4 separate regions of the Mus musculus genome follow, and all the other regions are linked to region 1. The links are chromatin contacts, called in public Hi-C and HiChIP or PLAC-seq maps. All regions are on one chromosome and are shown on one strand. The core of a region is the stretch at or near the end of the contact, and the rest is flanking DNA. Distances in the headings are between cores, read along the strand shown. Region 1 has its middle 65 kb from the start of Cmpk2. Region 2 overlaps Gm40872 (a long non-coding RNA gene). Region 3 overlaps Gm9866 (predicted gene 9866). Region 4 has its middle 41 kb from the start of Gm40872.

Evidence for each region. A called contact is a pair of places that touch in the nucleus more often than the background predicts. HiChIP or PLAC-seq counts read pairs in DNA pulled down with a chosen protein or histone mark.
Region 2: a Hi-C map of cranial neural crest shows a contact between it and region 1, with 5 times the contacts expected there. The contact joins two enhancer-like sites. A contact is called at or near these places in 3 of 484 Hi-C or Micro-C datasets (cranial neural crest, embryonic fibroblasts and myocytes) and 2 of 115 datasets of contacts at active chromatin or transcription factors (differentiating embryonic stem cells and embryonic basal ganglia).
Region 3: an H3K4me3 HiChIP or PLAC-seq map of embryonic forebrain shows a contact between it and region 1, with 5 times the contacts expected there. The contact joins two enhancer-like sites. A contact is called at or near these places in 2 of 39 promoter capture datasets (cranial neural crest and hippocampal neurons), 6 of 484 Hi-C or Micro-C datasets (cerebral cortex, embryonic fibroblasts, embryonic stem cells and 2 more) and 7 of 115 datasets of contacts at active chromatin or transcription factors (SST interneurons, differentiating embryonic stem cells, embryonic basal ganglia and 4 more).
Region 4: a Hi-C map of cortical neurons shows a contact between it and region 1, with 2.4 times the contacts expected there. The contact joins two enhancer-like sites. A contact is called at or near these places in 2 of 484 Hi-C or Micro-C datasets (cortical neurons and embryonic stem cells) and 3 of 115 datasets of contacts at active chromatin or transcription factors (astrocytes, embryonic basal ganglia and embryonic forebrain).

The regions. Positions count from the first base shown.
Region 1 is chr12:26,531,280-26,537,695 of GRCm38.p6, forward strand. No RefSeq gene overlaps it. Among named protein-coding and RNA genes, the nearest start is that of Cmpk2, 65 kb to the left of the region's middle. Within about 2 kb of position 1,877, at least 45 of the 459 cell types and tissues checked have an H3K27ac peak or open chromatin away from gene starts, as enhancers often do. A contact at or near this core is called in cortical neurons, embryonic forebrain and ganglionic eminence, where this site is marked.
Region 2 is chr12:27,183,608-27,189,205 of GRCm38.p6, forward strand. The region is part of intron 1 of Gm40872 (a long non-coding RNA gene); the gene reads right to left. Among named protein-coding and RNA genes, the nearest start is that of Gm40872, 22 kb to the right of the region's middle. Within about 2 kb of position 3,669, at least 18 of the 459 cell types and tissues checked have an H3K27ac peak or open chromatin away from gene starts, as enhancers often do.
Region 3 is chr12:27,149,689-27,156,002 of GRCm38.p6, forward strand. All of the region lies in intron 1 of Gm9866 (predicted gene 9866), which reads right to left. Among named protein-coding and RNA genes, the nearest start is that of Gm9866, 7.7 kb to the right of the region's middle. Within about 2 kb of position 1,338, at least 58 of the 459 cell types and tissues checked have an H3K27ac peak or open chromatin away from gene starts, as enhancers often do. A contact at or near this core is called in embryonic forebrain and ganglionic eminence, where this site is marked.
Region 4 is chr12:27,245,811-27,251,977 of GRCm38.p6, forward strand. No RefSeq gene overlaps it. Among named protein-coding and RNA genes, the nearest start is that of Gm40872, 41 kb to the left of the region's middle. Within about 2 kb of position 2,886, at least 40 of the 459 cell types and tissues checked have an H3K27ac peak or open chromatin away from gene starts, as enhancers often do. A contact at or near this core is called in cortical neurons and embryonic forebrain, where this site is marked.

The DNA.
Region 1 (6,416 bases), core at 627-3,126:
TTCTTATAGAGCCCAGGACCAGCATGCCACGTGCTGCCCCACCCACAATGGGCTGGGTCCTCTCCCATCAATCAGCAACTAAGAAAATGTCCTACAGCTGAATTTTATGGAAGTGCTTTCTCAATTGAGTTTCTCTTTTTTAGATGATTCTAGTTTGTGTCAAGCTGACCTAAAACTAGCCAGGACAAGGGCCTGATCCCTTCAGAAGTCCACAGTTTCTCTCAGAACTTCTTCAGCATCAAAATGGCACAAGGTGGCACATCACAGCCAGTGTGATGCTCTCAATCTCAGAATATAAAGCCCCAAAAACCTAGAGGACAAGACATGGGCAGGCTGCTCCTTTCCATTTGTTCGAGTTTGCTATTCTGTGGCTGTGACAAGCTCCATGACCAAAGGTCGTGGACCAAAGTCCACGATTGAGGAAGCCAAGCTGGAAACTCAAGGCAGGAACTGAGAGGCAGGGGAAGCACTGTTTGCTGGCCCACTCTCCCTCTGCCTAGCTTCCTTTTCTCTGTACCACAGGACCACCTTCCCAGGGTCCGTGTCATTCATAGTGATCTGGGCCCTTCTACATCAATCAATAAAATGCCCCCACAGACTTGCCTTATAGACCATCTGATGGAGTCAGTTCCTCAACTGAGAGCCTTGCAGGGCGTGTGACGGCAGTAAGCAAAGTCAGTCATTGCAGTGGGTGGGGACGAGAAAGACGATGACTTGATGACTTTAATGATCTGGATCTAATGTACTTTAGGTCATATTTCACATTCTTTCACAGAGTTGATGATTTTCAGCTCCTCCCCTCACGATGATTTTATATTAAGTTATTTAAAGTCTGCACCAAACGATGTTTTCTACAAGATGCCGTAGGGCAGTATTTAAAGGCTTCAAGTAACAGACTGGTTAAAATAAGCATTAACCATCCTTTTTGTTTATGTATGAGAAGTCCACTCTGTACTGCAGATGACTCAGAAAGAGGCAGGCCTTGGCTGGATTCCCTATCTGTAGGACGCTTTCTGCCTCCCAATCCGGGATGCATGTGAGTTTGGAAACCAGTGGATTCACTAGGAGTTTTTAAGCCCATGTAATGTGCTCACCTCACCAACATTCATGAGGCGTGAGGAGAAAAGGCTCCAGGAGGGGGTGAAGGGCTGGATTCTGCTTGAAGACAAAAGGGAATACCCAAGGAGAGAGGGGAGGGAAGGTTTCAAGATCATAGGCAGAGTCAGAACCTAGCCAGGCATAGGGCAAGTCACCGTTGGCTGTCACGTCAGCCTCCTTCTGGGTGACTGAAGACTGCAGATGGGAAATGGAAACCGTCCAGGTTATCAGGTGAGTGAGATCTATGTACAGGCAAGACTTTGACCTCACTGCCTAACTCCAAATATGATGATATTTCAGCCATTTTCCCTCAATACTGAGGGTTACAAGAGCTTGGGCTAATGTAATTTATGTTTCAACTAAACACTGAGACTGTAACTGGACAAACATCACACACACACACACACACACACACACACACACACACGCACACACACATTTGTATATACACATATTTATTTGAACTGATTAGTAAATTAAGTATGATTTAAAAGTATATTTAATTTTATTTTCCTTTGACATCCCCCCTTACCCTCCCCCCCCCCAGAGTAGCTGCTGGGGGTAGACCCCCAACATAACGAAAAACATTCCTCAATGTTCTGTGCACACTGCCTTTTATGGGCATGCTCAGGTTTCCAAGGCAAGGTGGCTTTGAATCAGTTGCAGGCCTCCTTTCATGTAGAAAACTGCTTAAAGATGTGATATTAGGGCCCAGGGAGACTGCAGAGAGAAGGGACAGTCATTTGCCAGTACTGTCCACTGGGTGGCACTGTTGCTCCACAGAGTGTCTCCATGGCGGGTCCCCAAGGACCAGGGCCAGGACCTACACAAAGGTAGGGAAGGTGTGTATGGTGAAGGGTTTATTAATGACTTTGCCTCCTCTGCGCAGCACTTTTGCGCATCTCCCCGGCCTCAGATCGTTCCTGGGCTCTCTCTGGACTGAGTGCCTGATTTGTTGTGGCCCAAACTGCTTTAGACAACAGCCAAGAAGGGCAGAGACTTCACGTGTGCACAGGCTGCAGTCCCGACGTCACTTAGAAGATTAAAAATAAATTGAAGCACATGTCACTTCAAAGGGGGCACAAAAAGGACATCGGCATGATTGGGCGCAGTAATGAGAAAGAGCTGTAGGTCCTTAGTTTGAACTGTACAGAAAAAAGGATTTTGAGGCTTATTCCCCACCCCTGTACTCCTTACATGAGAGTTAATATATTTTGATATTTAAGGCGCATTCGACACCATATGTGTGTGTGTGTGTGTGTGTGTGTGTGTGTGTGTATCTCCAATCTCTCTGTTTGGATTTGGACTCTGCCCTCGATCAGGGAGCCACATCAAGGAGCCAGGGAGACAAGAGTGTTCATCGGGGAAAGCCTGGGCCACACTGATGTACAAGCACAGAGCCCCTTGTCTGCAGAACCAACCCTACCGGTCCAGAAGGCTTTGTTGCCTACCTATCTATAATATCCATCCGGCTTGGTCTTTTGTCTCTAGGACCAGTCCCTGCAGCCTGGCCCCTCTCAGCCTGAGGTCCACGTTCACACATCAGGCATGTCTTGACTAATGGCGGCTGAGGCCCAATGACTCTCGTTTTTCATGAGTTGTCAGGAGTCTGAACACAGGGAGAGGGGGAGGGAGGGAGGGAAAAGAGGGAGGAGAAGGGGGAGGCGAGAGAAAAGGAAGGGGAGGTAGGAACGGGGAGACATAAAAAAGAGAGGAGGGAGGAGAGGAGGGGAGGGGAGGGAGGAGGGGAGGAGAGAGAGAGAAAAACAGGAGGGAGAGGAAGGAAGGAGAGGAGAAAGGGTTAGAGGTGAGATGAAACCTGAGTGGGGGTGGGGAGAGTGATAGAGGAGAGAGAGGAGGGGGAGGAGAGAGTGAGAAGGAGAGAAGAGAGAACACAGAGAGGGAGGTGGTGAGGAGAGAGAGACTGAGAGAGAGAGGTACTCAGAGGGAGAGGAGCATGGGCAGATGTCCTCATGAAAAATTTACAAGGAATAATCAGAGGTCCGTTCATTCCCTTTGGCGGGGAGGCCCCTAGGCTGTTTGCCCGGGCCACTGGGAGAAGGTGGGAAGAGCCCCCTCATTCTGCAGCAATCTGGCTCCGGTAGGGAAATGCCCCCATGCTTGGTGCACTTGGCCAATCCTCCCGAGACTGGCTTGTAAATGCAGTTCAGGCAAAATTGATGAAGTGTCAGTCATCTGAGGCTGGCAGTTTAGAGAGGTCACAGCTGCAAGGGGCTGCAGGGTCTCACAGAGATGGGACTGAGAAGAGTTAAAGGGAGAGCACACCCAGCAAGCAGGAAGCATTTATCTTCTCCTGACGGGCATTCTTCAAACATTTCTGTGCAGCTCTGACCTCCACCAGCTCTGGCCAGCCAGTGTGAGACTTCTGACTCCAGTTGTGCACTCTTACATTTTCCCTCGAAGGAGTCCAGACCCATCTCCTCACAGCCCCGGGACCCTCTGCTTAGGAAGGAAAGGGGGGACACTGCTGCTCCTAATTGAAACAAGCAGGCAGATCCTGATCAGTAATGGGGATTTCCCACTTTAATTGGCTCAGTGAGTCATGTCTCCTCATTCCCACACTTCCTGAGGCAGGATGGTTTCTCTAGGTGAGCAGCATCAAGTCTGCAGGGGATGGGCCGGGAGAGCTACATAGTAGATGGACATACATCTGGACTTAGTAGCTGTTCTCTGGAAGTCACAAGAACAGATGCAAATTTGGGCTTATCTTAGGATATCTTCTGGGTGGGATCTGAGGCCACTGGACAGATGGCTAAATTGGCTCTATCTATATGCCTTTTTAATTTGTGTGGCTTTAAAATCAGAATCACAAGTAATTTGGTTGTGTGGGACACCAAACAACTAGAGCTTTGCTGGTTGTTTGTCCCGTGTTTGGATCCTGGCTTCCCTAAGCCTCCATGAGGACTCCTAGCCCTGTTGCCATCTGCTCATGAGAAAATGGGATGAGAAGGGCTAGGGACTCTCTGAGGTGAAGGGTGGGGGTGGGGAACAGCTGGCCTCCTAACCCTGTCCTTCACACCCCTCCCCCTCCTCTTTTAATGGCAGTGAAAGTAGAACAGGGTTTGCTTGCCTGTCATGTCCAAAGACCTGACTTCTGTCCCGGTGTGGGAAAAGAAGGATCTAAACAAGCAGGCATGGGAGCAGGAGGCCTAATTTACTCAGCCGTGCACACTTATCCCTATGTCCTTTGCCATTATGAGCAAGGCTGTCGCTGTGTTCTTTCTAAAAGAAAAGGAGATGAAGGCTTGGAAGACAGATTTGTAGCCCATCCTTCTGTCTCAGGGGGCGGAGCCTTCTGCCTCGGGAGGTGGAGACTTCTGTCTCAGGGGGCAGAGCCTTCTGTCTCAGGGGGCGGAGCCTTCTGTCTCAGGAAGCGAAGCCTTTTTCTGGAGTTGGGGTGGAAACAGTTCACTGCAGAAATGTCTGATTTTTAGAGCAAAAAACCCAAAATTGAATGAATGAAATTGTCGCCAGGTTGAAACTGCTATAGGTTGTCAGTAGGAAAAAGGTGTGTCTATCTCCAGGAAAAGGGGTGGGGTGAGGAAAGCCAGGGTCTTTTAACCACAATTTCATGAAGTGTGTAACCACACAAGGATCATTCTAGAAAGGTATGCTTTCTCTGGAGTAGGAAGTCTTAAGACTCCTCAGAGCTGTCAGTGAGAGGTGCACTAACACATAGTACCAACAAGTCACACATATACACACACCACTCATTCAAGAACATGCTCATATGCCATTCCACACATCACAACATACATCACACACAGATCTGCCTACCACCACATATCCACCCTTTCCTATATGGAGGTACACAACCTGCCAAATGTATACCAGTTCCCCACAACATACATGTACGTCATGCCTTATAGCACATCCACACTCACCCACAACACGTGCATTCAGAATGCCAACAAGACACATACATATACACCATATCTCCCACAAAAAAGCATGCACAAAGCATATCTATACTATTAACAATCCACTCATGTCATTTTCATAAATTATCTTTTATAAGTTAAAGACATGTTTTGAGATTGTACTGGCTAGTTTTGTGTCAACTTGACACAGCTGGGGTTATCACAGAGAAAGGAGCTTCAGTTGAGGAAATGCCTCCATGAGATCCAACTGTAAGGCATTTTCTCAATTAGTGATCAAGGGGGAAAGGCCCCTTGTGGGTGGGACCATCTCTGGGCTGATAGTCTTGGGTTCTATAAGAGAGCAGGCTGAGCAAGCCAGGGAAATCAAGCCAGTAAAGAACATCCCTCCATGGCCTCTGCATCAGCTCCTGCTCCCTGACCTGCTTGAGTTCCAGTCCTAACTTCCTTTGGTGATGAACAGCAATGTGGAAATGTAAGCTGAATAAACCCTTTCCTCCCCAACTTGCTTCTTGGTCATGATGTTTGTGCAGGAATAGAAACCCTGACTAAGACAGAGATGTTAGTGCTTAATTCCCAAGGGAGGTTGAGAGTGAGCAGATTCTCTGGCCATGAAAGAGGGAGAACATTAGACATAAACTGTGGGATATATGGAGATCTAAGTGGATAATACTTTAAATGGAGGAGAAGGGGCTTCACTGTAAAGACTGGATAGGAGCTTCATTAAGGGTAAATATGTGTGCGTGTATTTGTGTGTGTGTGAGAGACACACACACAGAGGGAGGGAGGGAGGGAGGGAGGGAGGGTGGGAGGAGAGAGACACACACACACACAGAGGGAGGGAGGGAGGGGGAGAAGGAGAGAGAGAGAGAGAGAGAGAGAGAGAGAGAGAGAGAGAGAGCTGCCATGAGATGAGAAGGATGGTGGTAGGAAGGCCAGATGAGTCTCCTTTCAGAGCAGCTGCCTTCATCTCTGGCATCTCTGGACCGAATCCCCAAGCCAGCTCCCTGAGCAGTCTGGAACAGTCCCCAGAACAAAGGAAAGGTCTGGCTTTTATAGCCTTTCAGGGGTGACAGGAAATTTTACATCACATGATTTAGTTTCACATACTGCACATGGCAGGGAGCATGGAGGAATCAGGTACCACAAATTGAGAGCTGCCTGTCAAGTCACAACACAAACTGCTTCCCAACTCTCTCTGTCTCAGAGAGACCGGTGGAGAGGCATAGCCTGGTTCAAGCCTATGTTCTAAGAGTTATGTCTGCTAGCTCACATTTGTTAAAGGATGGCTTTAATGGCTCTGAACTTAGATGCTTTTGCCTCTTGTCAGATATGTGACAGAGTGTGAATTTTAATTTGTTTCTCACTTCTGGGAAGAACCCTAGTACAGGGGCTGATACACAGCTGGGCAGATGCACT
Region 2 (5,598 bases), core at 2,419-4,918, 650 kb after region 1:
GACATTGTTTGAAAGCAGGACAGGGTGGGGGAGGGGCAAAACAAGCTGGTAAAGTGCTGAGTCTAACCTCCAGCAAGTATGTACAAAAGCTGGGCCAGCTAGCCTAGCTTTAAAAAGAGTGATCTTCAATCTCACAAAAGACCCTATCTCAAAAGATGAGGCAGATAGCTCCTGAGGACTGATGAGGAATGAGGTTGACCTCTGCCCTCTACCTAAACACACACACACACACACACACACACACACACATATGTACACACATACACACACACATACATGCACACACACACATTTGCGCATATACATGCACACATGCACACACGTGGTGCGAAGGGGAACAAACATAAGCAATTAAGTTTTCAATGTGGCTCATTGTAGGGTCCACATCAGAGTTGTGCTACTGTATCCGATTTTCTTTCCCTCGTCTTGGGCTGACAAATCTCTGTGATCAATCTTCCCATTACATTATTTGATTGGACTTCTCCAAACAAGGACCCTGACTGCTGCTGCTCCTGGCTTTTCCCAACTGAATCAACTCTTCAGAAAAACTAAAGAAACTTTGCTACAGAAAATGTAAGAGAGCCCATTTGCCCAGCATCTCTCTGGCTCTCAACTACATCTGCACAAAATGGTCCAGCTATTGATCCGCAAAAGTGCAGGAAGAAGGCTGGAAATGGCGTGTTCTAGGTCTAGGTAACTTGCAATTGATCCAAAAACTGTTTCTGGTTAGTCTTATCTGGGAAAGTGGATGGCGAATTGATCCTTTCAAGTTCAAATCCAATTATGTCAACCTCCGGCTTAAAACCTTCAGTGGCCTCTCCTTTCCATTTAGGATCAAGAGCACAACTCCTGCGGGGATGAACCCCTCAGCAGCCCAGACTTCGCCCCAGCCCTCCCTCTCAGTACTTCTTCCACTCACTGGCCTCCAGTGCTACAACTAGACTCATGGCTCCAGGATCTTGCAATCCACCTCAGGCTTATTCTGTTCTGATTGTGGGTCTGTTGTCATTTCTGCAGGAAGCCCGGCCTGGAGACCCAGGTGAAGTTTTATTCTTTTATTTTATCATAAGTAGTATGTCCCTTTCCTTCAGTTCTCTCTCTTATATCATGGTGTGTGTGTGTGTGTGTGTGTGTGTACGCATGCGCACACACACACACATTTGAGTGCACATCTATCTGTGCACGTAGAAGCTAGAGGCCAAACTTGAGTGTTAGTCCTCAAGCACTTCAACTGTTTACTGAGTCAGGGCCTCTGTCTAGCCTGAAGCTCACTAAGACTAGGCAGGCTAGTGAGGGAGCTCTAGCTCTGCCTGTCTCTACTTCTCCAGCTCTAAGATTATAAGCATGCACCCCCATGACTGGCTTTGTCATTCACTCATTTATTTATGTATAAATTTGCTTAGTTTTTTTTTGTGCCTGTGAGGGGGTGAGAGGGGGGGATGTATATGTTTGCTACATATTCTCGTAGAGGTGAGTGCAAGACATTGGGTAACTTCCCTTGCTACTACCTTAGTGCCCTGAGACAGGCCCTCTCAGTGAGTCTAAACTTCACAATTTTGTTCAGCTGGCCAGCTATGAGCTCTTGGAGTCTGACAGTGTTCATTGTCCAGTGCTGTATTTCTGGCTTTTTTCTATGAGTATTAGGGATTTGAACTCAGGTCCTCATGCTTGCAGAGCAAGTAAGCCATAGCCTGACTCTGAAGGCATCTGCACCCTCAGTGGTTGGCACTAAGTAAGTACTTGACATTTGTGCCTGGCACCTAGTGGGTGCTTGGCACTTGTTGAACAGACCAGTGTAACTAGAAAGACACAGGTTTGACTGCTGTAGCGGGCAGGCCATCTGACTGTTGGCCCCTCCACACACCCCAGGTTACAGGGTGGAGGCCACCCAGGTCATTGGCTTGGAGAGGTTTCTTGAGCTCAGACACTGTTGAGAACAAGCTATGGCCTTCTCCAAGTTACTCCATGTTGAATGTATCTATGATGTTTCAGGCTACACTCTACCCTAGTAGATTTCATTTCACAAGCAGATACAAACTCCATTTTGAGAGAGACAGCACTGTAGGCCCTGGACAGACACTGAAACTGTACCATATTTCAGACACCACAAGACGGATTAATGATACTCCTAGGAATAAAAATGGAGTCAGTCTTTCTGTTAGTGGGTTGAATTGAAACTATGGAGATGCATTGATTATTAAAATCTTATCAGGGAAGCCAGGCCTAGGACCTTATGGACACATCAGACTGAGGAAAACATATAATGTCCTCACCTATACCCCATTAAGTGATAGGCACCTATCATTGTGATGGTTGTGCCTTACAACACCAAGCATTGTCTGAGACTTGGTATATGCATTGGGGGACTAAGGATTGACTAGACTCAGTTCCATCCCCTGCTGTATACAAAGAACCTACTCAACTGCCTCGCTGTCTGTCCTTTCATCCATCTAGACCTGGACTTGACCCATCAGGACCCCATTTAACCTTTTACCTCTCAGCCAGATTCTGCACTTTCACTCTCAAACCTGACCCCACAACTCCAGCATCAGCTCTAGAAGCCATATCCTTCTGCCATGGTTTATCATATCAACATAGACTCTTTTAGCCTGCTTCAAACCCTCTTGAGCCCAGTTCCAACATCTTTGACATGTATTTATTCTGTAACCTGTACATATGCATATGGATATGTGGATATACTAAGTGTGTGCTGTGCATTAGAATGGTTAATATTAGCATTGAAGATTAAATAGGAAACTGTATTTGCTTTAGGCAGTTGACTGAGGTAAGTGTACTTTATGACAAATTGTTGCTATTGAAACCTCTAAACCTTATGAGATTTATTGTTATTCAGAAAGTTCTGACATTTCAGAAAGAAACACACAAGCTGAATGGTCTGTGTTTCTGCATGATGCACTCATGACAAACATCTCTTGTAAAGTGATGATATCAGAGACGAAGATATCAGGCATGACTCAGTCCCAATCCCCTCTCCTTTCAAAGCTGCCAGGGCTTGCCTCCTGCCTCACAAACAGCCTCCTAGCTTTTGCATGGGCTCCATCCATTCAAGAGCCCTACATAAATATGTAATAGGATTCCACTACCAGGAAGAACCTATAAGAAATATATAAAGACAGGTAAGGGATGAGAGCAGCAGAGAAATTTGTCCACAGTTGAGAACAATCCACGTTGCACCTAATGCAATATCAGCATCACGTTCTTGGAAAACGGACATCAATGAGTAGAGCTGGTGTTTTAACCTTATCTTCTAGTTTCTTCCTTCTGGAATAATGAGCTCTCCTTTCTCCAGATTCATCCCCACACATCCACCCTCCTCCTGTCCTCCACTCTCTCATCCTCCACCCCGTGCCCAGCTTGCTTCATGTAGCTGCACTATAGAGTGTTGGTCTCAGAATTCCACCACCGGTAACAGATGGTGAAATAGCTTGAGCATTGGTCGTTTCCTGTCGAGATATTTGATCAACTGAGGACTCTCTGAGTCCCTCTCATTTGCTCAGAAGTCCACACCTAAAAGATCAAATCTTTTTGCTTAAATTACAAAGGGTTCACCATGTGCTTTCTGTTTCCTTTGCAGAGCCTCTGTGTTTCATTAATCTCCATGTGCCCAGGATCTGTTTCAGCACCCTTGATTCACACCAAATCCTCGTTCTAGTTCAGTCTAATTTCTAGAGTGAGACCCCAACACGGAGTAACTCTGATTTTTGTAGACACACAGATGCCAGAGGACCACCCCTCCTCCAGCAGCTTCCTCCAGAGTCCATAGATATCTACGAGGACCAAGAGGCTCACAATCATTACACACGTAATTATTCTCAGGCTGCATGTAGCCTGAAAAGTTCTCTTCTACTTTCCATATGTTCTTTTCTCTTGATCCATCCCCCTCTCCTTATTTTTTGCTACAAAAGTCCCTTGACAGTGTCCCACATTACAAATACACACTTGCCCCAGGCTCTGACTGAATTTGCTGTCTGTTTAATACTTACTCCATATGGGATAGATTAACACAAAAAGCTTTAGCCTTGTACAACACTCAGATACTTTCATGTAGTGGCTGGGAGTTTGGGGGGTGGGACATGAGCACATAAGTGGGTGCATGTACCAAGAACAGAAATCCATTGAGCTCCCCCAGACCAGACGTCTACATTCTGCAGGGCTCTCAGCAGCCAATAAATTTGACTTGAGCTGGTGAAGCAAACCCTTCTCTCTAAACTAAGCATAATTGCGAGATGCTATTCTGAGTGCCAAAAACGTCAACCTTGAGTTGCAAACATGGACACATTTAAACAGAACCATATGTAGGATTGAAAAGAGAAATTAAAAAGAAACCAACAATTCTACCTTTTGCCCCACAGATAAATTACAAGGCAGCAGCCATGTCAGGAGAGAATTACAAAGCCAATGATGATCGGGCAGCAATGTGTGGATGTGTTTTCAGCGGGGAGAGTGTGATCAGTGTTCTACAGACACCATCCATAGGGACAAGCCTTGTGAGAATACACAGGTATTGGACACAGTGGATGATAGTCCTGAAGGGTATTCAACACATTATTAGCTTCCTATTTTCTTCATCAGTGTCACTGGACTCAGAAATAAGAATGTTTCATTGTATCCATGGTCTGCAGTTAAATAACCTTGAACGGTGGCTTTCTATTCAGAATGAATCCAGTCTTCATAAGGGCCTGTGGCCTCTTTAACCAGTAGCACCCCATCTTAACCCTTCTTCCTTGAGCTCCTTTGACACCCAGAAATATCTCCTGAGCTCAGCTGTCACTTAAAGTACAGTCCATCGTATAGGAAAATTAAGTTTTACAGACCATAACCAGCTCCAAGTGTCAATAGTGGGAATCTGAAGGATGAGGCTTAGATTACAATTTCTACAGTAGAATCATGGTTTCCCCATCAGTCCATGGGCTATATTTTCTATTATGTTAATATGACATAGCACCTTTAATTGGCTCACCTGAAGGTAGAGACATTGGTTCACAATTTTACCTCCCAGTTCTGCTGTGTGCACAGGGGAAATATGCCAATTATTTTTACATGGTCATGGGTATGTTTTTCAGGGGAACTGTTGCATTTTCACAGCATAAAATCAGCTTATTAAATTCAAGGTTTATTGTATATTATTTTTAAAAATAATGTGAAGCCAGACAGTGGTGGTGCGTGCTTTTAATATTACCACTCAGGATACAGATTAAAAGGCAGGCAGATCTCTAAGTTTAGGATAAGACCAATGTGTTCTACAAAGTAAGTTCCAGGAAAGCCAGGGCTATACGGAAAACCTTGTCAAAAAAAACCAAAAACCAAAAAACATACACAAAACAAAAACAACAAAAGCAAAAGAAAAAAACAGAGAAACAAAAGCTATTTGTAATAAATGAAGTAACTGAGTGGAGTGCAGGGACTGTGTGTATGTGTGTGTGTGTGTGTGTGTAGGTTAGTGTGTGCATGTATGTGTGCATGTATGTGTAAGCCTGTGCATGCATGCCATCCAGAAATAAACATTTAGTGTCTTTTAAAATATTTCTCCACCTTAGGTTTTGAGACAGGGACTCACAGTAAACTTGAAGCTTACTG
Region 3 (6,314 bases), core at 88-2,587, 620 kb after region 1:
TAAGGGCTGAGAAAAAGAATGATTGCTGAGCCTTCATCCTATATAGGACCCCTATATCGCCCCTCTTCTTTAGACCCAGAAACCATAAAAGAAGGAGGGGAGAAATGAGGGAAGAAAGGGAGGCTGGGAAAGGGAGACTGCCATCCAGGTTGGACACAGGACAACAGAGACTGTGATGGTTAGTGTTCTCAATCCAACTCGAGTCATCTGGGAGGAGGGATCACTGACATCAGATTGCCCTATAGCCAAATCTGTGTGGCACCTTCTTGATTGATTGATATGGGAAATTCTAGCCCACTCTGGGCCCTGCTACTGCTCCTAGTTAGGCGGTCCTGGGAGCTATAAGAAAGGTAGCTGATTTTCAAGCTTAGGCAGCAAGTCAGTAAACAGCTTTTCTCTGTGCTTTCTACCTTGACTTCCCTCAATGATGGACTGTGACTGTGACATAAGCGTCGTAATCAACCCTCTCCTTCCCAAGATGCTTTCAGTTATGGTCTTTATTACAACAACTGAGAAGAAAGCCAGGATGGTGGCCATGAACACAAGATGGAGCCCTCTCAAGACCCATCATGGACAGAGGGGTGTCCCCAAAGCCCTATTCCTTCCCAAGGAGCTATGTCTTCAAAGGTGTTGCCAATGGGAGACAAGTTAAGGAGGGGCTCAGACAGAAAAGGAAGTGGGTGGTTAAGGGAGGTGAATATAATCACAATATATTGTATATTGGCATGAAAGGAGAAAGAGAGAGAGAGAGAGACAGTTCCAAAATAATGGAACACTTTTCCTGAGAAAATATGGCACCCATTATCACAGCTGTTACAAGATTTCCTGCTTTCCACAATCCCTGCCTGTGTGCTGTTAAAAAAAAAAAAAAAAAAGTAAATAATTTTAACACTTCCTCCAACATTTAGTATCCCCTCAAAATATCCTGTTTAATAAGATAGCCAGAAAACTGGCCAGTGAAAAGAAAGCTAGTCCTCGATTTTTGGTTACAATTAATTGCTTTAATTTTTTTTTTCTACAATCAGTTGCTTTTGTGATTATTTAATTAACCAAACTTTTCACACAAGCCAGGCGCTCATTCAGTTCTCACCTGTGACCTTTCCCAAGCTTGTTTACCTGGAAAGACACAATGTAACTAAAGCCAGGCTGGAGAGGAGGCTCGGGAAATGGCAGGCTTTGGTGTCCTCTAAACTTTCCAGGCCACGGAGGTTTAATTACCCCCGCACAGCTTACTGTGGGGGGGATGGGGAGGGAGTGGGGGGTGGGGTGACCGAGGCTACAGAACTGACAGGCCCCCATCCTCCACCCACTCTGCCACAGGAGCCAGCTGCACACCCAGTGTACCAGGGACAAAGAGGGGGCAAAGCTGACTGCTGGGGAGTCTGCATTCAGCTGGCAACTTGAAATGCTACATTCCCCCTTTTCCAGTAATTTCTGTATGTTGGAAAGATTGAGGTCTCTCGGCAGGGCTCTAGGCTGGCCTGGAAGGCGGAACTCTAAGGCTTAATTTCCAAAAGGGGTGTGAGCTAGAAACCCCTTCAAGACCCAGGGACTGGGTTTTGTTTTGTGACCAGCTACTGCCACAAAAGAAGGACCCACCCCCACTCCGAGTATTCAATTAACCCTGTGTGTGACGCCTAGGATAGGAGGTTGGTTCAGTCCCCATTCAGGAGATTCCGAGGGGGGCTTTCTTTAAGGATTCTTTTTTAACAAAGGAGGCCAACTAAGTAGCTTTTTGTTGTTGTTGCTGCTGGGCTCTGGCCTATTGTTACCTCCAGAGGGACCTTTTCCACTTAATTGGGCTTTAGAATCCCACCACTATTGTATTTGTATATACGGAATACCAGCTGAGGAAGTCTGCAGGTTTAAGTCTATAAGCACTTGGGCAAGCAGATTCCCAAGCCAGCTTAGCTGTACTGCCTGATGTAACTCATCCCGATAGAAAGAATTTCATAAAATTAGAACCACAACAAGAATGTGTTTCTTCTACTGAGCTGCGGTCAGGCATCAGACACTGCTTTCCTCTTTGTATGCTGGCTTCTAGTGAATCCCTTGTGTTCAGGACTGGCATTTAGGAAGAAAGCAGTCACGATTAGCTCAGCTCACTACAAATGCTTCACCCTCCCCAAAGCACACAACACGTTTTGGTTTGGCTTCCTTTGGGGTTCCAGTATTTTGTCTCTCCAGTTAGATAAGGAGTCCCATCCTCAAACAGAAAAGAAGCATATACAGTAGAAGACACCTTGGAAGAACCAGTGGGGAATATATATATATCAGGCATGATGTCAGACAACAGGGCATGCATGGTGAGGCCTGAGGAAAATCAGGCCTCATCTCATCTCTCAGAGACTCACGTTTGCAGGAATTACACTATTTCACTCCCTAATTTTTTTTTCTTCTTTGAAGCAACAGTTCTACTTCTTGCCTGGAGGATTAGACAGATTTCTCAGAGGGTGGTATATCCTAGTGGTGAGAGTAAGCTGGCATCATAAATAACGGCGGCTCTCTCAGAATTGCTGTCATAGACAGTACTAGGGACAACTAGAAGACTCCATGCTTAATTTAGTGCTCTCTGGCCTCTCATGGGAGTCTAGAATAAGTATTAAAGTCAGGCCTGTCTGTGATGGTGACAACTGTCAGCAGCCAATAAGGAGGCTCTACCTGTGCACAAGGCCTGATTCACCTCACTAGTGGGCATTAGTTGCCTAGCCTGGGTGGCTGCTTGCGCGTGCCACTTCTGTGCCACGCTGTGTATCCAAAATACACATGCGCAGCATACACAAGCTAAGAGTGGCAGCTGGCCTCTGACCCATAGATAGGACAATGTGCTCCAAAAGTAATTTTGACAAACTTTATACAGACAAAAGGCATCCAACTCTAGGGGCAGACAGTGCTGCTTGTGACTTACCCCTTCATGCGCTCTGTGAATGAAGAGAAGAGACGCATTTGATGCTTGGATTAGAATGTACGGGGCTGGGGAGAGATGGCTCAGTCAGGAAAATGCTTGCCTTGCAATCATGGAGACCTGCATTCCATATGCCAGAACATACAAGCAAGGCACAGTGAAATGTGTCTATAATCTCAGAAGTGTTGTTCGGCAGAAACAGGCTGATCTCTGAGGCCCCCTGTCCAGCAAGCCTAACCGACTGTAGTTGAGCAACTCCTGGTCAATGAGAAACCCTGTTTGGAAAAGCAAGATGGACTCCACCTGAGGAACAACTCTCGAAATTGTCTTCTGGTCACCATATACATACAAGTGCACCTCTGTGCATACTTGAGAACTCACACCCACACCACAAATGATACTACTCAGGCTGCCCTTGCATGAAATAACTTTTGCCCTTTGCATCAATGAATACGAGAAGCCATCTCTCTTCATATAGCTTACATCACCCACTAGCCAGAGAGTTGCATGGAGAAAACTCAGCAGACTGGATGAGACTGCGTGTTAGGGAAAGCATGACCTTGTCCAGGACAGGGCTATGGACCGTCTTACCCTTTCCTGCAGCCCCTTCAGGGACCCTTAAAAGGGCTTAATGCATGCTAGTGAGCCTCCTTATAGATTTGAAGATCTGAGTTAAATCTAAACATTTTAAACCTTTTATCAAGTGTCATGTTCATAGTGTACCTCAAAGAATGAGAAGCGAATCTCCAGAAATCTCATCTGTTAGGAAAATGGTCCAAAGCTGCAAAATAGAGAAATGACAACAAGGCGTTTCCATAAAAAGAAGCAGAGATTTTCCATCAGTTGAAGCAGAAGCCAGAAAGCTGAGATGGTCTTCAGTGCAAAGTGCTCTCTCTGGACCCCACTGCTTGAGGTTGACACACACCTGCCAGCTTTCTCAGTCAGGGCTCCGGTTCATACCCAGTAAGAAGATGGCGATTCCCTCTGAATGAAGCTGTTGTGAGGGATAGACCTGTCTCGGAATAAATAAGAACTGACAACAGACAGGGAAAATGCAAGTTGAAGCAGCTGTGAATTTTAGAGGCCTGATTAAAGGGCAGAGGATGTCACAAGGAAAGACAAGGAGATGATATGTTTTAAAGGCTCCTCATTGGGCTGGAGAGATGGCTCAGAGGTTAAGAGCACTGACTGTTCTTCCGGAGGTCCTGAGTTCAAATCCCAGCAACCACACCTGAGTTCAAATCCCAGCAACCACACAGTGCCTCACAACCATCTGAAATGAGATCAGATACCCTCTTCTGGTGTGTCTGAAGAGAGCTACAGTGTACTTACATATAATAAATAAATCATTGGTTTTAAAAAAAAAAAGGCTCGTGCGCACAGTGGAGGCATGGAAAAGTTAAGCTGCTTATGAAACTGGGCTCTGTCTGCAGCTCAGTGGTAGAGCACTGGCTTGTATGTTCTCTGCATTGACATCCAGGGCACCTCAACACAAACAAGCAATAAGTAAACAAGTGCTAGTTTTCTGGGAATTTTTCATTCCCATGCTGACATCTTATTCTGTGGGGGTGGGGTGGGTGGGTAGGAAATGCCTGACACTACTCTCTCTTTTGGGTCATTAAGTCCTTCAGCCTATAAACAATTCAAACTATGTATGAATTGTCCTGGCATCAGCCAGCAGTTAACCTTTCAGGGCATCTCTTGTTTCTAAAGTGCCAGACAGTAACCAATCAGAATGTACGTGCTGTTTCTTTAAAAACAACAGGGCTTCTCACTCCTTCCAGCATCCTTACCCATTAGTAACAGGCAGAAGACCTCAGCAGCTAGGGAGTCCCCCTGGGTGCAGCTGCCAGCCATTTTGTTGAAAAAATGCCAGCCCCTAGGTGGTACCCCAGGCTAGTTCACTTCTTGCCTATTGTCTGGGCACATGTGGCTTTTGTTATTTCTTTGGGTCATCATGACCTTTTGTCAGCTATGGGTATTGAGTGGGGATGGAGGGAAAAAAGGGAGGAACTCCACAGAGAGGGAATTGGATATAGATGCGGAGGAACGGGCATCTAAGGCCAGCTGGAGGGAGATGCCATCCTGTGTGCATGGAGGACGTGCCTCTTTTGTTTATCTTATGATTCCACAGCCTGGAAAGGAACACAGCACCTTCGTGGGGCATGCAGAAAACCAGGCAGGGCTAGAGCAGCAAGGGTAGAGCTGTTCAAGGACCTCACCTACAATACAGAGCAGAAAAACAGTGGGAGTGTTGGCGGTCCCAGGCCCAGCATCCCACTTTCCCAACCTGAACACCAAGAAGTTTCAGACCTCAGTTCTGTCTCCAGCACAGGCCCCCCACAGGCTTTTCCCAGCCTTCCTCTTCCAAGCTCCTCTACAGGACCCCCCACCCCCACCCCCAAGAGGTTAGCTTCAGGCCTTGATATTTTAAAATGAATTTCACCGACCCATTAGCTCAGGTGGAGTCTTATTTATAAGACATCCTTGCCTCTTCTCTCTCCCCCCTGGGGCAGTTAGTGGCTTGTTTACAGGTCATTAAGCCACAATGGGGGTGGTGGGAGTGGCTATGAGAGGCAGGTCTACAGTTCTGGCTAGACCCTGTATCTAGGAAGCCGAAGAGGCAGAGGGGTGGGATAGGTGGGTAGATGGGTAAAAGCTTAGTATCCCAGAAAGCTGGAGGACCCCAGTCCAATACACAGAAGCCCCACAAAAAGCTTGAAGTGATGACAGACATGCCATCCCAGCTCTGCGCCCATGAGATGGGAGATGGAGATAAGACAGTTGCCAGGATGCTCTAGGGCTAGCCTAGAGTACAGATCATCATTATCATCAGCAGCAGCAGCAGCAGCAGCAACAGCAGCAGCAGCAGAAACAGCAGAAACAGCAGACGCAGCAATAGATGTGCTATTGCTGACAGTCATTCTGGGTAAGAACAACTCTTACAAGGGTTGAATCTTTTGAACCTGACATTGTCTGCCCACTTGCTTTCTTGAAAGCATGACCATGGGGGCAAGCAGCCACCGTGATGTCACATGTGTGAATATCACATGATGTTTAGGTAATTTCTTGCTCTCTAGAACATTAAACAATCACTCACCATGCTTTTCCCCAGTCCAATCCTGCCAGTGCACACAGGGGTCTGTGGACCTCTCGGTAGGGGACATTCACTCCTGATCCCCTCCTCACTCAGGGCAAGGCACATTTAGATGGCTGCCTAGATCTCTGCCAAACTCCTCACCAGACTCCCTGTAGCCCACACCAGCCTCCATTAAATAGTCTTCCTGAAGCTTAGCTCTTGAAGGGTTAGAAACTATCACTGCCTGGCTACAACACAGCATGTACATGCATGTACACACGTATGCACATAGGTGCACACCCATACCTACAATACATCCTTCTTGCGGCC
Region 4 (6,167 bases), core at 1,636-4,135, 720 kb after region 1:
CTGATAATACAGTGTGGTTATTCCATTCCAACATTGTAGACCCCAAAGAAGATAGAGTAAGTCTCCATTTATTGAGGACACCATTGACAAAACCAAGAATTTCCGAAATCATTTCACCAAAATACCCTAGGTTCAAACTCTCCTCAATCACTCACAGATCCCCTGGTGGTCTTCAGTGTCCCTGGTGGACATCAACACTGACTTAACTATATAGAAAACTAAACTCTGTTATCATTTATTTTTTACATCTTTCTAAATGAGAATGAAATGAGTTAGGATTTCACATATTCCTCTGGTTCTGGTCTCGGGAGATCATACAGAGCCCAGGGATATCAAAGTATTAACAAGGATTATTGGCCTAGTTTTCTCCGAGGGCCTTTGTAGCCAGTGCTTCTACAAAAGAGTTCTTTTTATTGTTGCCTTAACCACAGGTGAGATATTCATTCAGATGGTTATCTCAGGCCTCAAGCACCGAAGCTCACTCCCAATGACAATGCCTAGTCACATCATTCCTCAGGAGAGTGTACTCCATACCCACACATGCCCTCCTGCAAATCAGTTGTCTGTTGCATGTACTTCGTATTGGTAGGAAGGTGGAGAGTGGTGGGAAGAGCTTTGGCATAGACAGAAGTCACAGAGGCAGACCCCTCACGATTGTGAACTATCTTCCACAGGTGCTTCACTTAGAGGTGACAGTGGTATTATGATCTCTCAGGATCCTGCTGCTCTGAGACCCTGAGGATATACTTACCTGGCTATCTAGCCTCCTCCACCTTGTGCTCACTGGAAAGGTTTACTAAATTGGCCACTCTTTGGTCATCACCAGGGCATGGCCTTGCCATGTACCTGGGCTGCAACCACTATCCTCTACCCAGAGCAACAGAATGAGCACTTCTTCCAGGAATGTGTGCCATGTAGAAATTTCTTCGACTTCAATGCCATGCAATCAATTCCCCACCTGGATGTATCACTGGTTGTATTTTTCTGAGATGATCACATTTGATTGACACACATAGTAGAATCTCAATAGGCATGTGTTATCTCTTTGTCTCCTCCAGTCTCCTAGCTAACCTCACTCTCATACTGGTTCCTCGATCCTTTTTTCCTTCTTCCCTTCTTTCTTCCTATCCTGTTGCACCATCTGCCCTCCCATTCCTCTTCAGTGAGGGGCTCCTTCTTTTCTAATAGGCAAGTGTGTGGCTAGGAATCTATGGCTCTTTTAGGTGCCTACATCCAAGGCTTGATTCAAGTACAGATATTCCTTATGCCCACAATGCCACATGGACAACTTCTGCTACCTCTGTCATTCATTGCACTTAGACCATCACTCCTAGTTTGGGGTCATCCTTTCAGCCCTTCCCTGAATATTTAAGGAATTCTAGAAGAGCAGAAAAGTAGGATTCCTGACTGTTCTTGTCCAGTTTGCAAGTGGAAATTCCTGCCTCAGAAGGAAAGAAAATGCATGAAGTTAATTTTTATACACAATCTAGTGAACTGAGATGTACTTGAATGAATTCAATAACATACACAAAAAAGTAAAATTTGGAAGTGTCCTGGGCTTTGCCTGACTTCTGTAGTCCAGTGCTAACTTCCCAATGGCTGCCAGGGACAGGGTCACAGAGATATTGCTACTATACAAAAATTACACAGCAGTAGAGCCTGGCTAGTTTGAGGAGAAAAAGAAGATTCCCTTTGTAAAAACAAAACAAACAGACAACAACAACTATGACCACAGCACTGCTTAGAGACTTGCTATTTTTTACAGACCAGCAGTGGAAGGGAAAGTAAAGGGTATAGCGGGCTCCTGCCTCTTAAATGCTGAGATTTGAAAGAAAGACACCTGCTTCAAGTAGGACCTAACAAGAGACTTCTTAGTGCTGTGGCCACACACAGCCGACACAGGCTCTGAGAAACGCTGACCCTGCCCAACAACCAGATACACTGAGCTCCGTGAGAACTCTTCAGCTCTCTGCCAGCAGACATTATTAGCTCTTTCCTTCTGCCCTTTAAAATGTTCACCCCTTTTCAACAACAGATAAGGCCACACCCATCTTTGTCTGGGTTCTGGACAACCTCAGCATCTCCAGCAGGTCCTCGGGAACTCCGGGCTTCAGATTCATGTGTTGTACATGGCAGTGTACAGATACAATCAAATAAATGTCATTGTCTGTCTCTATGCCCAGTATGCAGTGGTGAAATGTAATTAGAATAAGGCCCAGAAATCTGCCTTTTGAAGTGGAAATGGTTTTGAAATGCTGAATATCCTGTTGTCAACTGTAAGGATATCAGGTTTCCGGAACGATGTCTGGGTTTTATTACAACCATTTTGTATACCTAAGTCCTGCCTCGCCATTTATCCAGCATCTTTTTATGTATTCTGTTTTGTCCTCATTTGTTGGGTGCATCGGAGGGAGTCTACACAGTCACACATCTGGACACCCATGGTCCCTTGCGACTCCCTCCTCACCCCCCAGATCAGGGCTGAGATCACACCCAACCCAGGCAGCTGCACATCTTTGGTGTGAAATATGAAGAGGGAAAGGAGGAGATGAAAGAATAAAAGAAGGAGAAAATGTGTAATTATGAAACCTTGGAATCCATGGCGACCAGGGAAGCACACTGCTGAGAGGAGCCTGTGAGCTGGCAGCACTATCGAAACCACACATTATCTGTTAGGATTTTAAACACTGAAGCCCTGACAAAATGTCATTTTTATTCTTCTTTACAAATAGGGGAGGGTTTTTTGTGGGGGGGAGGGTTTCTTTAAGTGGCAGAAATAGCAGGAGGGACTTGGAGGGAAATCAGCAGCAAATGGACTGCAGGTTAATGAAGAGAGAGCCAGCTCCCCACCAGCTGGTTGCCAAGGCAACCATGAGCTGGACAGCACCATCTCCTTTTTTCTTCCTCATCACAGCCTAGGAGAGGAGGGCAAAGATGATGGAAATACTCAGACCATATTGCCAGCGCTGTTCACAAGTGCGAGGAAGGGAACTGGAGTGACGTTGGAGATGCTTCCCTGTGCTACTACACTGTAGCCTCTAAGACATTTGGGACACATTAGACTCAAAGGGACAATTCCAGATAAAGATGTAAATTTCCAGGAGACCTGTTAGGAAAGTGGCACAGCTAGAGAAAGTCAGAAGTGGCTGTCATTTTGCTGTGGTTTCCAACCTTGCCTGAGCTATCAGGTCCACCAGGTCCTAAAACAAGTTGCTTTGGGAATCTGTAGGTAAGAAGATATGTGGCCACAGCCACTGAAACAATGAATACCCTGCCCCCTGAGATGAGGACGTAGTGAGAAGACTTTGGAAACTAGGCTAAGAATCAAAGCAGGGCCAGAGTTAGGAGTTTAAGAGCAAGTTGTGGGAAACCTAGGTGGAGACTAACAACCAAGTCTAGAGATCTTGGAGAAAACAGAGGACCCAGAGTCAGGGTGAGCAATTAAAACCATAAAAATCCTACAGATAAGAATCCTACACCAAGGAAGTGAAAAGTGTTGTGCCCCAAGAATAGCAAGGGGTGAAGGTAAGAAAGTCCACAGAACTATCGAACTATCGATCAAGTGTCTGGTAGCTGCAACAGTTTTGAAAGGTTGTTGGGTAATAAATATATTTTAAGTTTAAGACCCATGACACCCAAAATTGACCTCTGCCTTCCACAGGCATGTGTACTCATATACATGCACACCCCACACATAGCTGTGCACACATGTACATGCATGCAAGCATGAGTGCTCGAATGCGCGTGCACATGCGTGAGCACACACACACTCATAGAAGAACTAAGGTAATGTGACAAATGATTCTGTACAATGAACATTTCTGGCATCAGTCAGCAGGAAGCCAGCTTTGGGAAAGAAATCTTAGTTTTCTCAAATACAGGAGGCTCTGACTCCTGATCTCAACCTCTATTTCCCAAATGTCTTTGACAAAAGAGTCTTAAAGAAGCCCTCAAGCTCAAGCCAAGATGGGGCAGAGCTGTCTATAGCCCCACATCATCGGGGGTGGGGGTGGGGGGGCAGATCATAAGTTCAAGACCATCCTGAGCTACATAGCAGTTCCAGGGCAGCCACAGGCTGCAGAGCAAGATCCTATTGAACAGAAAATAATGTGGAGACTCAGAAAAGATCTCACAGAAGCACTCATGAGTCCCATGGCTGTATAAAGTTTGGGGAGTCTTCCTGACACAAATGTACATAAGTCCAACCTAAGCATTCCCTGTATCTTTCTCATTGAACGTTGCTCAGTGCCAAGAGGTTTCACTGTTTGGGTTTTTGTTGTTGTTGTTGTTGCTGCTGCTGCTGCTGCTGCTATTTGTTTGTTTCCTTTATTTTCTATGCAGTTTCAACGTGTCAAAATTCAATCACAGACTTGGTCTATAAAAGTGGGGAAATAAGCCCTGGGGAGATGGATCACTGGGTAAGGTTCTTGCCATGCAAATATAAGGATCTAAGTTCAAATTGCAGTATCTAAGTTAAAGTTGGGCATGGCCATACATGTCTGTAACCCTGGGGCTGAGGAGATGGAGACAGGAAGTCCCCTATGGTTTGCTGGCCTTCTGGCTTAGGTAAATCAGTGAGGTGAGCCCCCCAGACATGAGAAAGCATGTGTACATACTAACATGCACTACCACATGCAAATGTACACACACACACACACACACACACACACACACACACACAGACATACACACAAGGCTTGGTTTTATTTGGTTGTTAGTTTTGGGTTGTTTAAAGAAGACTTGCAGATACAAGGAAAGTCCTTGATGGATCTCTGTGTCTCCTGCTCACCTCTGTCAAACTTACTGCAAGCATGTAAGATGTTGTGATTGCAAAAAAATGGGAAGAACATTTCTGGGCTACACCTTTGAATTTAAACCACTTAGCCAGACAGGGACCTCACAAGGCTGTGCTAAATGTGATTCAAGTATCTGGCATGTGAAGCACTGACATCATATTAAGGTTTTAGTTCTCCTGCGAGGTAGCCCCAAATCCCGTGGAAAAACATATTCTCCCAAGACGATACTAAACCTATAGGAAGTGATGCTCTCTGCTCCAATCGAGACCCAGATAACTTAAAAAAACCTCTTGCTAAATGGCATCACCGCAGCTGCATAGAACTGTTGCTGTTTCTTCCCTAAAGAGACACGGATGCTGGACACTTTCTTAGCTGTGCCTTCCTTGGCTATGGAACCAGACATGACATGATGTATTTCCAAGTGCTGTGTTAAATTCCCCCAAGCAGCACACTCTCAAAATTTGTCCCTGATCCCCATCACTTTGGTTTCAAAACAAATGATCTGAGTTTAAATTAAATCATATAAATATCATCATCTGGCTTGAGATTCTTTTCAGTAATGTTTAATTGCGCTTTCTAGATATGAATATCCAATACGCTGTAGAAACTAAAATTTAAATGTCAACAAATATTTAGTTAAAAGGAAGAAGGAAGGAAGGAAGGATGGGAAGAAGGCTCAATCTGTAAAGTGCTTAGTGCAAAAGCCTGATAATCTAGGTTCAGATCTCAGCATCCACAGAAAAAGCTGGGCTAGACAATGTTCACCTAGAGCTGAGGAGGTAGGGAGGAAAAGAGAGGAGGGCTTCCTGGGACCTGCTGGTCAACCAGCATACTTAAATCCGTAGATTCCAGATTCAATGAGGGACCGTCTCAAAAATCAAGGTGTAAAGTAACTGAGAAAGGCAATTCATACAAACCAGTGTACACATGTACATGACACATGTACATGCAATCGAAAAGAATCGGGGAAAGGGAGGAGGAGGGGAGAAGAGGAGGATTTCCTCTAGTGAGAGTGTTGTTAGAGCCCCTTCCTAGGTGACCTGTTTGAGTGCAGGCTGTCAGTCCACTTCAGTTTCCCCTGCCAACACGCATCTCGTCAGAGCTCAGCTCAGCTGCCAAGCCTGACATGCTGAGCGGACAGGTAATTGAGAGTGAAGAGACAGCTCCCTGGAAAAGACACAGTGTCTGTTGAGTGGGCCAGCAATGGCTAGAATCTCACAAGTGCCATGGCTCTTGTCCACCTCATCCACAAGCCCCATCAGTTAGTCACTGCCTGCAGAGGAGAGATCATGGCACCTGATACATATATATATATATATATATATACACACACACACACACACACATATATATATATATAACCACAGCAAC